Regions from separate parts of the Mus musculus genome. Here regions 2 and 3 are each linked to region 1. The links are chromatin contacts, called in public Hi-C maps. All regions are on one chromosome and are shown on one strand. Each heading gives the region's core, a stretch centred on a gene start, on an enhancer-like site or on the middle of the called end of the contact. The rest is flanking DNA. Distances are from core to core; before and after follow the strand shown. Region 1 overlaps Gm38513 (a long non-coding RNA gene). Region 2 overlaps Pard3b (par-3 family cell polarity regulator beta). Region 3 overlaps Pard3b (par-3 family cell polarity regulator beta).

What was found. A called contact is a pair of places that touch in the nucleus more often than the background predicts.
Region 2: a contact with region 1 is called in a Hi-C map of the N1E-115 cell line, with 3 times the contacts expected there. The contact joins two enhancer-like sites. A contact is called at or near these places in 1 of 484 Hi-C or Micro-C datasets (the N1E-115 cell line) and 1 of 9 other capture datasets (embryonic stem cells).
Region 3: a Hi-C map of the N1E-115 cell line shows a contact between it and region 1, with 2.9 times the contacts expected there. The contact joins two enhancer-like sites. A contact is called at or near these places in 6 of 484 Hi-C or Micro-C datasets (the G1E-ER4 cell line, the N1E-115 cell line, cerebellum and 1 more), 2 of 115 datasets of contacts at active chromatin or transcription factors (both in embryonic stem cells) and 1 of 9 other capture datasets (embryonic stem cells).

What each region holds. Positions count from the first base shown.
Region 1 is chr1:62,974,981-62,979,128 of GRCm38.p6, forward strand. It overlaps Gm38513 (a long non-coding RNA gene), which reads right to left. Exons shown (of 3, transcript XR_373452.3): 3 at 1-395. Among named protein-coding and RNA genes, the nearest start is that of Gm38513, 4.4 kb to the right of the region's middle. Within about 2 kb of position 2,036, at least 6 of the 459 cell types and tissues checked have an H3K27ac peak or open chromatin away from gene starts, as enhancers often do. A contact at or near this core is called in the N1E-115 cell line, where this site is marked.
Region 2 is chr1:62,353,821-62,357,968 of GRCm38.p6, forward strand. All of the region lies in intron 18 of Pard3b (par-3 family cell polarity regulator beta), which reads left to right. Among named protein-coding and RNA genes, the nearest start is that of Gm34881, 170 kb to the right of the region's middle. Within about 2 kb of position 1,996, at least 5 of the 459 cell types and tissues checked have an H3K27ac peak or open chromatin away from gene starts, as enhancers often do. A contact at or near this core is called in the N1E-115 cell line, where this site is marked.
Region 3 is chr1:62,396,357-62,400,504 of GRCm38.p6, forward strand. The region is part of intron 18 of Pard3b (par-3 family cell polarity regulator beta); the gene reads left to right. Among named protein-coding and RNA genes, the nearest start is that of Gm34881, 130 kb to the right of the region's middle. Within about 2 kb of position 2,070, at least 32 of the 459 cell types and tissues checked have an H3K27ac peak or open chromatin away from gene starts, as enhancers often do. A contact at or near this core is called in the N1E-115 cell line, where this site is marked.

The DNA of each region.
Region 1 (4,148 bases), core at 786-3,285:
AAAAGAAAACCCTCAGAAAATGTTCACTGTCTATAGCAATTAGGGAAACGCACATCAAAACAACTTTGATGTTTCATCTTACAAAGGTCAACAAAATGATCAACAATGAATGTTGGAAAGGAGAAAAGGACCCATCATTTACTGCTAACTGGATTCCAAACTGGTCCAGTGCCCCCTATATAGCCACTATGAATAATTCTTTAAAAGCTAAAGATAAATGTACCCTATGGCCCAGCTATTCCACTCCTTAGCATACACCCACAGGACTCGACATCCTAAACCACAGATACTCACTCAACCATGTTCACTGATGCTCCTTTCACAGAGGCTAGGAGATGGAAACAACCTGAGTTGCTGGATAATGAAAATGTGGTCCACTGTGGAATACTAGTCAGCTGGAAAGAGAAATGAAAATCTCAGGTACATGAATTAGAAAAATTATATTTAATGAAGTAACCCAGACCCAGAAAGACAAACATGGCATGTTCTCTCTCATTGCAGGATCCTACCTCCAAACCTTCAGATTTAAGCTCATGTCCTGAAGTAAACACCATGAAAATAAAAAGGGGCCATTTCTAGAGTATGGGTATGAGAGCAAAAGAGCAGGGTACAAGTTTTCTGATGGGAGAAATAGATAAAAACAAGGACCTCTAATTAGGGAGGAGAGAGGGGGATAAATACAGAAGGAGGGAGGAGAAAAAAATCACTGTAAGAAGTCCAAAAAAAGTCATAAAGAATCACACTCACACTATTAACTATCTGCCTAAAAATATAGCACAAATAAGTCTGTGTGTAAATATTCATATATAGTTTAAATGAAATATTTCCATCTGGTCTAGCAATGTTCCTTCCAAGAAACAAAGACCATCTAACAAAAATCCCATTTCCCAGCCTGAGAAGCCCTCTTTTGAGTTGTTGATTGGACTTGTCCAAGAGGCTCCCAAAAGTTTACAGGATATTGCTGTTGCTCTTGGTTGCCACCCAGAGTTGAAAGATTAGGTGTGTGTGTGTGTGTGTGTGTGTGTGTGTGTGTGTGTGTGTGTATGTGTATATATATATATAATCAAAAAGCCATGTTTTAAAAGATAGATATTCCTGTCTTGTGTTTCTAGAGTACAGAAGGCTGAAATTTTCAAATGAAAGGCAACCCTGCTAGAAGAGGAAGGCCAGGCAACATCTGGAAGTGGCCACAGAGCATCCAGGCTGCCACCCAGTCATGAAAGTTCTCCTGATAAAACACACAAGTGACCAACAAAAATAGCAAAGCAAGTGTACTCTCTGCTGCCTGCACCCACCCACCCTGTCATCCTGATCTGAAGGTGTGAAGGCCTGAGACTGACAGTAGGAAGGATGAGGGAGGGGTCACTTTCTCTGTCTTAGTTCAGCTGTAAATTTTCTGGGCTATACAACCATGACAATTGATTTATTTTTCATTTAATACAGATTTATTCTGTGAAGCTTTGAACACTCAGTGACTTGGAATGGAGAATTTTCAGTTTAGTAAAGCATACAGTCCGTAAGTGTTATTTGGATGTGAAATCCGTTCATCTGCACTTCCCTTGTTTGAAGATAACGATATTTTCTGCTGCCCCATCTGACAGATCTCCAACCTTGAACATTTCAGTGTTAATCTGAACTGGTAAGTGATCAAAGCTTATATCCTGTTTTCTTTTCAGACAAGACTGAATTAAAAAAAAAAAAAAAACTCATATTCTTATAAATAGCCCAAAGAATAAGCCAAGAATTCCTGCAGAATCTAATGAGATCTATTATGCTAAGTAGGGAGACACCCCTCCCCCAAGCCCTCAAGAAAAGAGCTCAAGGAAGTAGAAATTAAATTGCCAAGTCTAATGGATTCCCTGTGTGACTAACTCATTGTATTGTTTCACGTGTTTGAGGAGATGCACACATTTCACGGACAGACTTAGTCACTCCTGCTTGCACAGCTGCTGCCCTGCTCCATGTCTAAGGTCAGGTTCATCCATGGCGGAGCTCAGCAGCTCTTGCTCAAGTGGGATCAATCATGAAAGAGTTTTCTGTTGACATTACTCTGATGCTTGCAGGGGACCAGTTCCTACTCTGTCTCAGGAAGACTCTGCCCCTTCATGGTGGGAGGTGGATGTGATTAAAGGACTAGGGTAAATAAAAGCTCTCATTGGAGAGGCTGAATGCCAAAGAACTGCTCAAGGTCGACCAGATGTACCAAATACACCCTGCCCCTTGTGGCTTCCAAGACCTTACCTTTATTTGCAACAATTTGCTTTTTTTTTTTTTTTTTTTTTTTGTGCTTGCCATTTTTCATGCAAAATCCAAAGAGAAGATGAAATGGAGTGTTTTAAAGCCTGTTGGGTGAAGGTGGGATTAATAACAATAACAATAGCAAGTCTTCAACCTCACTCTCTCCTGTGGCTTTACTCTCAATGATCATGATCATCCTTAAGAGAGCCAGCTTTACCTTCAGCAGCCTTTAAAATTGTGTGCATGATATTTAGATCCTTTACATTGCAATTCTATTTGGTACATCTTCATATTCTTAATATATATAGTAGCTTTAATATATATGTATATGTATATATATATATATTTAGAAACCATCTGTTAAAATACATTAAAAGAAATAAAAATCATACAATTCCCTAATGGTGCATGTTTATGTGCATAATCTTAATACTATGGTGTGCTAGTTTAATTTTCCAAATGGATTACAAATAAGGTTTTGAAAAAAAATAAAATTAGGAGTCATTCTTTGGTTACAGTATTGTAAATTTTCTTGTCAGAATTCAGGGACTGTCCCCTGGCTTTGGTTCTGTTCTTTTAAATGAATCCTAAGCCTAGTAAGCAATAACTATAATGTGATATCTGAAATTTTTCTTACTAATTTTTGTGGTTTTGGCAATTTAACCCAGAGCCTCGCAGCTGCTGTACCACTAAACTATGCCCCATGATGACCAAAGCTTCAGTTATGTAATCAAGGGTCCTTTGTTCTAATCACAGTGGCTATAAGATTATTTTCAGCATTAGTTTTAGTTCTGTTTAAGTGGAAATTGTTACAGGTATGGTAACACACACCTGTAACCCCAATACTCAGAAGATTTGCTGTTAGTTTGAGTCCAGCTTGGGTTACAGAGAAAATGTAAAGCTAGCCAGGTATACATAGTAAAACCCCATCAAACACACAAACACAAACCAAAAGATTGTATATGTATGTAGTGTATATTAATTAGAAAAAGAAGTCGTAAAATATAGATTGAGCATCTCTAGTCCAAAATACAACTTTTTGCACTCAAACAGCCTCGGATTTTGTAGCATTTCAACGTTTTAGATTAGGAATGTTCAAATGACAATCTATGTAAATATTTCAAAATCTGGTGTCGGAATGCCAAGCACTTCAGATGAAGAATGTTCAGCCTGTGCTATAACTGTGCCTCAAACTCTTCCCCTCTCTATTGAGTTATCATTTGGAACAGACAAGGAAAGGGTATAGAGAGAATCTCTTGTGTAGTGTTTGGAAGCATCCATGTCAATAAATAAGCTGTTTGTCAATTAGCTAAGGTAGGAAGTAGGAGCTGAGAGTTCTGGCAGGGAGAGAGTCTGGAAAGCAGTCAGATGCAGGGAGGATTCACCCAGAATACTGATGGAGACAGTTCCATGAACCTGAGGAAAGCTAACTAACCTCGTGGCAGGACTTAGCATAGAATAAACAGGATAACCAGTGTGGGGGGGGCGGGGAGGGAGGGAAACAAGGCTTTTGGCCTAGGCATTTATTCATAAATAATTCCGTCTCAGAGCCATTATGTTGGGAACTAGGGTGAGGGTAGAAAATCCCACATGTACAAAAGGGGATCCTTAGGGTTACTCTTGCTATGATGAAGCACCATGACCAAAGGCAAATTGGAGAGAAAGGGTTTTATTTGGCTATATTTCCAAATCCACAGTCCATCACTGAAGGAACTCAGGGCAGGAACTTAAACAGGTATCTGGAAGTATCTGGAGTATCTGGAGTATCTGGAAGCAGGAGCAAATGCAGAGTCACGGAGTGCTGCTGCTTGCTGACTTTGTTCAGCCTGCTTTCTTATAGAACCCAGGACCGCCAGCCTAAGGGACAGCAGCACCCACAGTGGTCTGGGTCATCCCACGTCAATCACTAA
Region 2 (4,148 bases), core at 746-3,245, 620 kb before region 1:
GTGAACTGTTTTCAAGCTTTACTTAACCACTGGGTAGAAGACGAAACTTTCCATTGCTGAATACAAATCAAGAGTAGACTCACCCAAAGGCTTGTTTTGTTTTCTTACCTTTCTTTTTAAGTCCAGCCTCAATGCAGAGTGTGCAGATGGGTTCAGGCTCAGATATTTCTTAGTAGATGGCTGCTCTGATGTTGTCCATCAAGATACATTTTGACTTGATTTTTAAATCGGGTTAGAGAGAGCACCGAATACTCAAGTCACCAGGGACATGGCATGTGTGCTATATTTGTCCTCTCGGCTTGATCCCATAATGGCTGTTACAGGTCTCATGTACAATAAATGTAATGTGGCCACAGCCTGTCATTACCTCTTCCCAGATAGTGGCTGTAAACATCTGGGTAGCCCGTCAGCTTTATGAGCATGAAGGGCAGCTCTGCTAATGCAGCCAGTCCAATGAAATTTTAACAGGCATCTCCCCAAAGGCAAAAGGGCAAGCCATAGGCTAGAGTTTAGGTGCTTTTTATCATGAGGTTCAAGCCATTTGAAACATGAAATCTCAAATGAAAAATAAAGGCCAAAGTTCTTAATTTGGCTTCAAGTTAGATACATTGAGAGCACTTTACTGATCAGGATAAAGTAGCTGCATGTGTTGCTCCTGAGAGAAGTATGACTGTAGAAAAAAAACCAATGTATTCTGAAAAGCTACTTAGAGTAAATGCAGCTATCCATTGTTCTCCATGACTGTCCCTGATTGCCAGGGGAAGAAATGGATGTTAGCCCCCATCAGCATAGAAGAGAGATCAGGTTTGGTCCCTTTGTAAAGGGATTTTCTCTCCTAAATTCATCTTTAACTATTTACTCTTGAAGTCTGGAGAGATGTCTCAGGTCTGTATTGCTCATGCAGAGGACTCAAATTCATTGCTAGTACCTAAATCCAGTAGTTCACAACCATCCTAACTCTAAACTTCTGGAATTCTCACACTGTCTTCTGGACTTTGTGAGCACCTACACACACACACACACACACACACACACACACACATCTAAAGATAAATCTTTAAAAAGTATTTACTTTATTTTTCACAAAATGAATCATAAAAGTTTTGTTGTTTCATTTTGTTAACTTGCCAATTTTTTTCAAATTAAGTCTAACCTTAATTTCTTTAGTATTTTTAAATTCAGGCAGGGTGACACCATAGCTATCACTTCTTTTTTTTTTCATCATTACTACCGCAGGTCTTGGCTGGAAATGCACTCTTTATGAGCAGTGTGGAGCTTGGAATGGAATTAGAAACTAGAGGCAGTAACATACAGATATTGACTTCCATGAAACCCAGTAGTGTGATCGTTGATAAAAGTTATTCATTTGCATGTAATACATCTGAAGTTTTGTTAGTCTGCACCTGAACACAAGAAGAGAAAATTAGCACAACGTTGTGTGTGGATTGTGGGCATAAAGATTTAAAGAAGTTTATGAGTGATAGAAAGGACAGCAATATCTACAAGAATACTCACTAAAATGCTACATAGAGCCAAGGTTTATTGCTTAACTAAAAGATGAACCTGAGAGAGAAGGGCTACTCATCAGCTGGGCGGAGCACAAAGACAAATGAGATGCTGGGGTACCCAGCGGGCAGGCTTGTTTGCTCTATGGCTTTAATCATTTTTTTCAGCTCTCAAGCATGTCTGCAAATGTTTGTTTATCCCTCTGTTTTCTGACGATGTGTTCATGGAAGGATGAGGGCCCTGTATAGAGTTAATTAATATGAAAATGGATGGCTACCTTCTATTCAAAGTCTGATTGCTGCTCCTTGCTGTCCCTTCCTACTCCGTGTAATCTTGATTATTCTGCAGCTCTTGTTCTCTGCTGCCCAAAGCAGTAGGGTGATTTGATTTTCTCATACTTATCACAGGAAAGAGTGATCACATAGGGTGTCAACCAAAAGGCTTATTTGTTTAATTAGGGTTCCTTCTGCTCTTAATACGCCTGCCCAACTCCCATTACGTTAATGCAAATTACACAACAGCACTGGAGGAGAACACACTACTTTATCTCATTCTGGGATAATGAGGTTTAGATTTGTTAACCGATCAGGACAAAAGTCCAGTGGTTTCACTTTTGAAGCAATTGATATGCTAAAAGGAACTTGCACAGGCACTCAAATGGAAGGTACACAATCATAAATAAATGTCATTAGCATTTAAGATGAAATATAATCATTAAAGATGCTAGATTAATAAAATGCAGACAATTTTCTGATGGACTTATTTGCATACTCATATTAAGTATCTAATAAAGCATGCTAACAACAGTTTTATCTGTATATACAAACACTTGTAAGTTCCTAGTGGGGATGTATTTGCCTAATAGGCCTTGCCCTGTGTCCAGCACAATGTCATGTCCTTGTGGGATGTTTACTTAATATGATTAGGGAATGACACGTTGAGGTTTAATACTTTGACTAGGCTAGGATGGAATCAGATCTCTGATTAGCACCTTTTATCTGAAAACTTCAATATAATTTACTAATGTCCATCTTCCACATGCATGGGCAACGACAGTGGCCAATAGTTTTCCTTGCAGATAATTGCAGGATGAGGCAGGACACATGCCATTTATTTACTCTTGCCATCTATTGGGTTTCCAATTGGATTAGATGTCTTCAGGTGATATCAAAATAATTTTATAACATGAACTAGTTCATAATTAAAAGGAAAGGCTCAAATTGGGAGCACAGTAACTGACTGTTTTGCTCATAAAACAAGAAAAAAGACTTCCCAGTGCAATTAAAAACACATAGGAGATGCATTACTTAAATTGGAAAATAGATAGGAGGTGTATAAACACTTTTGGACTATAATAGCCACCAGACTTTGGACACAATCCAATTTGTTTCTCAAACTATTGGCTACTTTCAACCTCAACTTCAACAAGGTTAAAGTCTAATTGGTAATCTACCCATGGAAGTCACCAGCTTATGCTGACTTTCCTAATTATGTTTGATGCAACACCTGAGATCCCATGATATCTAGGATGTATCCTCCCTGCCTCTCCTCACCCTCCCATCCATAAATTCTACTGATGTGTGAAAAGTACTGCCTTGCACTTCTGGGTGTTCTATTCCATTGCCCCTCTGTACATTGTGCCACTATAATTTGATTGATTATTCTAAATACGTTGTTTCAGTAGCAACCTGGCTAATTGGCCTGCATTCCCCCTTTCTTCATTTCAGTTCATCCTAACACAACTACCATCATCAGATAGTTAATAAACACCTCTATATTAAAATGTAATATAACATGGTAGCAGAGAGAAGATCTTGGGAAATTTCACTTGGATACAAATCTCAGGTCTGCTTGTTCTAACCATAGGTCCTTGTTAAGGATTCTATCTGAATCTGAAATGTGTTATTTGATCCCTAGCCTATAGTGATGTTCAGAAGGCTGTGGAGCCTTTACAAGGCAGGACTTCACGGGTGGAGCTATGTCTCCAGGGCAGACCTTTTCGTGTGATGCTTCCTGCTAGTCCAGGCCCACTGCGACGGAGGGGCACACATGCTCGCACAGTCCATGCTACAGTGGCCTAAAATATTTCCGAAAGCATAGGACAAAGTAAATCTTTCCTCTTTCAAATTGCTTTACTTACATACTTTTTCATAACACAAAGAGTAACTTCAACATTGACTTAACTGCTGTGTCATTAGCCTCTCCTGTGAAGTCATGGTGGTGTTTGCCTGACAGAGTTGCGGAGTAAATGAGATGCTACATGAAAAAGGAACTGACAATAGCAAGTTCTTAAAATAAAATCTATTAGTAATATTTTGTCGTGGATATTGCCGTCTTAAAGTCTGCAGCATTGCAGAATTGCCTACCAAGCCTGCTCAAATGTTGCATTCCTAATTTCATCATCAGAAATTTGAATTTATTACATTTCATACAGTACTCTGGGACCTCTGGTGTGTCACAGTGGGAACCCAAGGTCTTCATTTGAAAATGAAGGATTCATATAAGGCCCACTCTTTAATTGACACCCGGTGCCCTCTATTTTCTTGACCGAATTTGTGTATCGTCACATTCTACTTTTACTTTCTACAATCTCTCCACTCTAACAAGATTACTTCGTTCTGCAGAGAGCTTGGAGCCTCGGA
Region 3 (4,148 bases), core at 820-3,319, 580 kb before region 1:
AAATATTATGTTTCTTCTCAGAGTAATAATTATATGGCTGTTTTCCATCACTGGGACACTATGGTCCTTTCTTTTCCAGACTTCTAGCATGTTGAATTTGAACCAACATATGTTTATTCACTCTTTCCTTAATAAAACAAAGAGAAGTATTGAGTACCCATGAAACACAAGGTTCTGGGGGTGAGGATGGGGAGGGACATGTTCTAGTAGTTACTTAATCATGGTATACAAGCAGTTCCCAGGGATTCTCAGACGTGCATGCTCATGTTTGCTGGTGATGCTGATGTAGTTGAGGACAGGAATATGTCTTACACACTTTGGATTGGGTGTTGGGCACAGAATAGACTGCATAAAAACTTCTTGAGTGGAATTTATTTAGAAGATAAATTATAGCCTGGCTCATACTCACTAAGAAACAAAGAGATGACCAAACATGGTAACACATGCCTGTGTCCAAAACTGAAGTAGGAAAATTAGGAGGATTGCCTGGGCTACATAGAAAACCCATGTCTAGAAATGCTGGCGGGGTGGGGGGGCGGTGACAGAAGGATATCTCAGTGGGTACTTGCCATGCCAACTCAACACCCTGAATTCAGATCCCCAGAATTCCTGTCAAAGCCAGATACAGAAACACACGCACAATCCCAGCATGCACCCACAGCAGTGGCTCTCAATCTTTCTAATGCTGTGACCCTTTAACGCGGCTCCTTGTGTTGTGTTGACCCCCAACCATAAAATTATCTCTCATTTCTACATTATAAATGTAATTTCACTACTGTTTTGAATTGTAATGCAAATATTTGACATGATGGGTGGATGATATGTGACCCCACAGAGAACTGCTGACCTACATGGAGATGGGAGGCAGAAGCAGGAAACTCACCAGGAGCTTGGGAGCCAGCTAGCCTGCCATGCGTTGCAGTAACAAGACAGACACTGCCTCAAGGCAAAGAAGAATGATGCTCAAGCCTGCCCTTTGACCACACTCGTGTTGTCCATATGTCTCCCACATGTGAACACATACACACATACATGTGTGTACAAGACTTTTCAAAGGAGATGGGGAATAAGGGGGAAAAGGAAAGAAAGAAAGGAGGAAAAGACAAACAAAAGAAAAAGAAAAGAAAGACAGAGGAGGGAAGGGAAAGGGTTCAGAAGAAGAAGGGTTGTCAAGGGCCTAGGTGTGTGCCACTGGAGGGGTGTGAATTTGCATGGGTGAGGGGAGCCAGAAGATTATTGCAATACAGCCTAGGATAGGAGAGAGGAGACCTAGTCTTCTCATTAAACATGGAAAAAGAAGGGTGTGAAGCAAAGACTTCTAAAGTGTCTAAGAAAGTCTTCAGCTAAGAAAAATCAAAGAACGCGTAAGATTCTCCTGAAAAAGTCAAGGGTAGTTCCTGATAGTGCTGAAGGCTAAATGTCTCCAGGAAGGAGACCATGCCTCTCCAGGAGCAGCTGCAAAGAGGAGGGGACAATCGGGGCTTAATATTTGCCAAAGGCATAAGAAAGCCCTACGTGGATAAGGAAGCCATAGATAACACTGGCTTTAGGGGAATCTAAATAAGTACTTGTCAATGCGTTCATGCCTAACTCCTGACTCACCAAGCCACCTTGAGAAAGATAAAGATCTTTACACCCTGGCCCCACTGGCCAGTCTTTTAGGAAAGAAAAGGAGTGAGTTTGGTAGGTCTTAGTCCTTTTCTGTGCTTAGCAACTTTCCTATTCTTATTTATCTCTCCTTAGTTTCTATAAACCATCACCTTTAAATGTATCCTGCTGTTTTCAAAGGGCCTCTCTTCCTCTCTCCCCACCCCACTCCTTTAAAAGTGTGACTTTGGTCTGGTTTCTCTGCGCCTTTCACCTCTCCCAGAGTGAATTTATTGCAGCACAGCAGCCAGGAAGCGTTCCTTCAGTGAGATGGGCTGAGATTCATTTAGGCCCAGAGACATGGACTCCTATAAAGCAGCTAGATGATCCCTTGTAGTTTTATCACCTCTCTGGGGCTTTGGCTCCTTCCTAATCTGTTGTTTTGTGGCTTAGTCAGAAGATCATTCTCATTGATAGGAAAGAGAGGAGCCTTTGGAATGCTAATGGTCGCTGTTGTCTCTCCTGTCATCTGCTAATACTGTACTATCTGCCCCCAGGGGGGTATGAATCATGCCTCCTGTTCACTCTAAACATACGTTAACAATTCCTTTTATTGTCTCCTGCATTTTCTCTCAAGCCTGAGCTCACTCTCAGATGTAACCACTCCCAACACAACTGGTTTTACCGAGTCCTTTTGAGTTGGATTTGGATTATAGGCTGGTTTCTACAGTTCCTGTTTGATCATATCTCCATGCCTCACCTTTCCAGGCACTGCAGTCTAGCTCCCCTAGGTAGCCTCCACTCCTGCCTCAGGTTTTCCTGTCACATGTCTGTCTTCTCCCTCCCTTCCTTCTTACGCTGTCTTGTCTTTTCCTTTCTTTTCTATTTGCTTAGACTCTCATCTTGGAACTGTCTTGTTCTTTTCTCTGGGAGCGCAGAGATTTGTCTCCTCCAGATCTTGGGAAGTGCAGCTTGTAGACAGCTTGCTTTTACCATTTTAAGCCTATAGAGAACTGTGGGCTGAATGGTGATTAGTAGGCGTGTGATGTTTGGGAAAGACTCTATGTCGGATTGCTTACCCTGAATCTTTCTCCCAGTGTTGCCATCACTGACTTTGCTTTATTGGTTCCAAAAAAAAAAAAAAAAATAGCTCCCAATGCCTCCAATTTATGAATGGCTAAATGACCAAGCTTAAAATTTACCTTTCTGCTTTTAGGAAAGTGCAGCTTTAGAAAATCATCTATGTCTCTAAATAGCAATATATGTTGTCTTCACAATATAGCATGTAATGTGTAAGAACAATAATGTCCATGTTTTCTGGTGACTAGATCCTCTGCCACACATTTCCACTGTAGTATAGCACCTAATTTGCTTCAGTGTCTTCTGACTGGTGTGTTTATAAAATGATAAAGAGAGGGGGGATATGTTCTATGGAGGTGTAGTGAGGTGTGGGGGAAGGGGGTTCCTCGGCGGGCCTATCCAGAGGCATCCCTTCCCGCTGAGGGACCAGCCACAGGACTTTATAGAGTAGAATAGTTTATTAAGGGCATGAGGAGGGGAGTTAAGAGGGCAATAGAGGCAGAGGGCAGAGAAAAGCAGAGACAGAGAGAGAGAGAGAGAGAGAGAGAGAGAGAGAGAGAGAGAAAGGAGAGGAGAGGAGAGGAGAGGAGAGGAGAGGAGAGGAGAGGAGAGGAGAGGAGAGGAGAGGAGAGGAGAGGAGAGGAGAGGAGAGGAGAGGAGAAGAGAAGAGAAGAGAAGAGAAGAGAAGAGAAGAGAAGAGAAGAGAAGAGAAGAGAAGAGAAGAGAAGAGAAAAGAAGAGAAGTAGAGGCCAGCCATAAGCCTGTGGAGAGAGAAGGGGGAAAGGACAAAAGGACAGAGCAAGAGAGCAAGAGGAGGGGCCAAACAGCCCCTTTTATAGTGAGTCAGGCATACCTGGCTGTTGCCAGGTAACTGGGATGGAGCTTAGACAAAATGATGACACTGACTGAGTATGAAAAGTACTTCTTACTCATGGCTCTATGACATTTGTCTACAAATTGTGACATTTTTCTATTTAATGGTCCCTCCTAATCCATGTTCCTAATTCTTTTCTGCTCCACATTTACTTGAGGTGCTTGAGAGATACCCATAATTAAAGTTATTTGGTAGCAATGTTATATGCTGCCAAGGAACAAACCCAAGGCCTTGCACATGCTAGCCAAGCTGGCTCTCATGAAGCTACATGGTCTACCTTCAAAAAGACAGATTTGGTTTAAAAAGATAGTATTGTGCTACTCTAAACTAGGATCATCAGAATGTCTTAATTTCTTTTTTCTTTGACTCAGCATTGTTTTTAATTTCAAGTCTACATAATTCCATGTCAATCTTATTTGTTCCTTTAATTTTACTTTATATGTGTATCTGCTCTATTTTATTTCTATAGCCCCAAATGATGGGCACTCATTAACGTCCAAACTCCCTTAACACACAATGGCATTAAGAAACATCCTTTTGCATACCTTCTAAAGGACTTGAGAAATTTTCTCTGGCTTGGAATCATGGGGGCTGAAGAATAAATGAA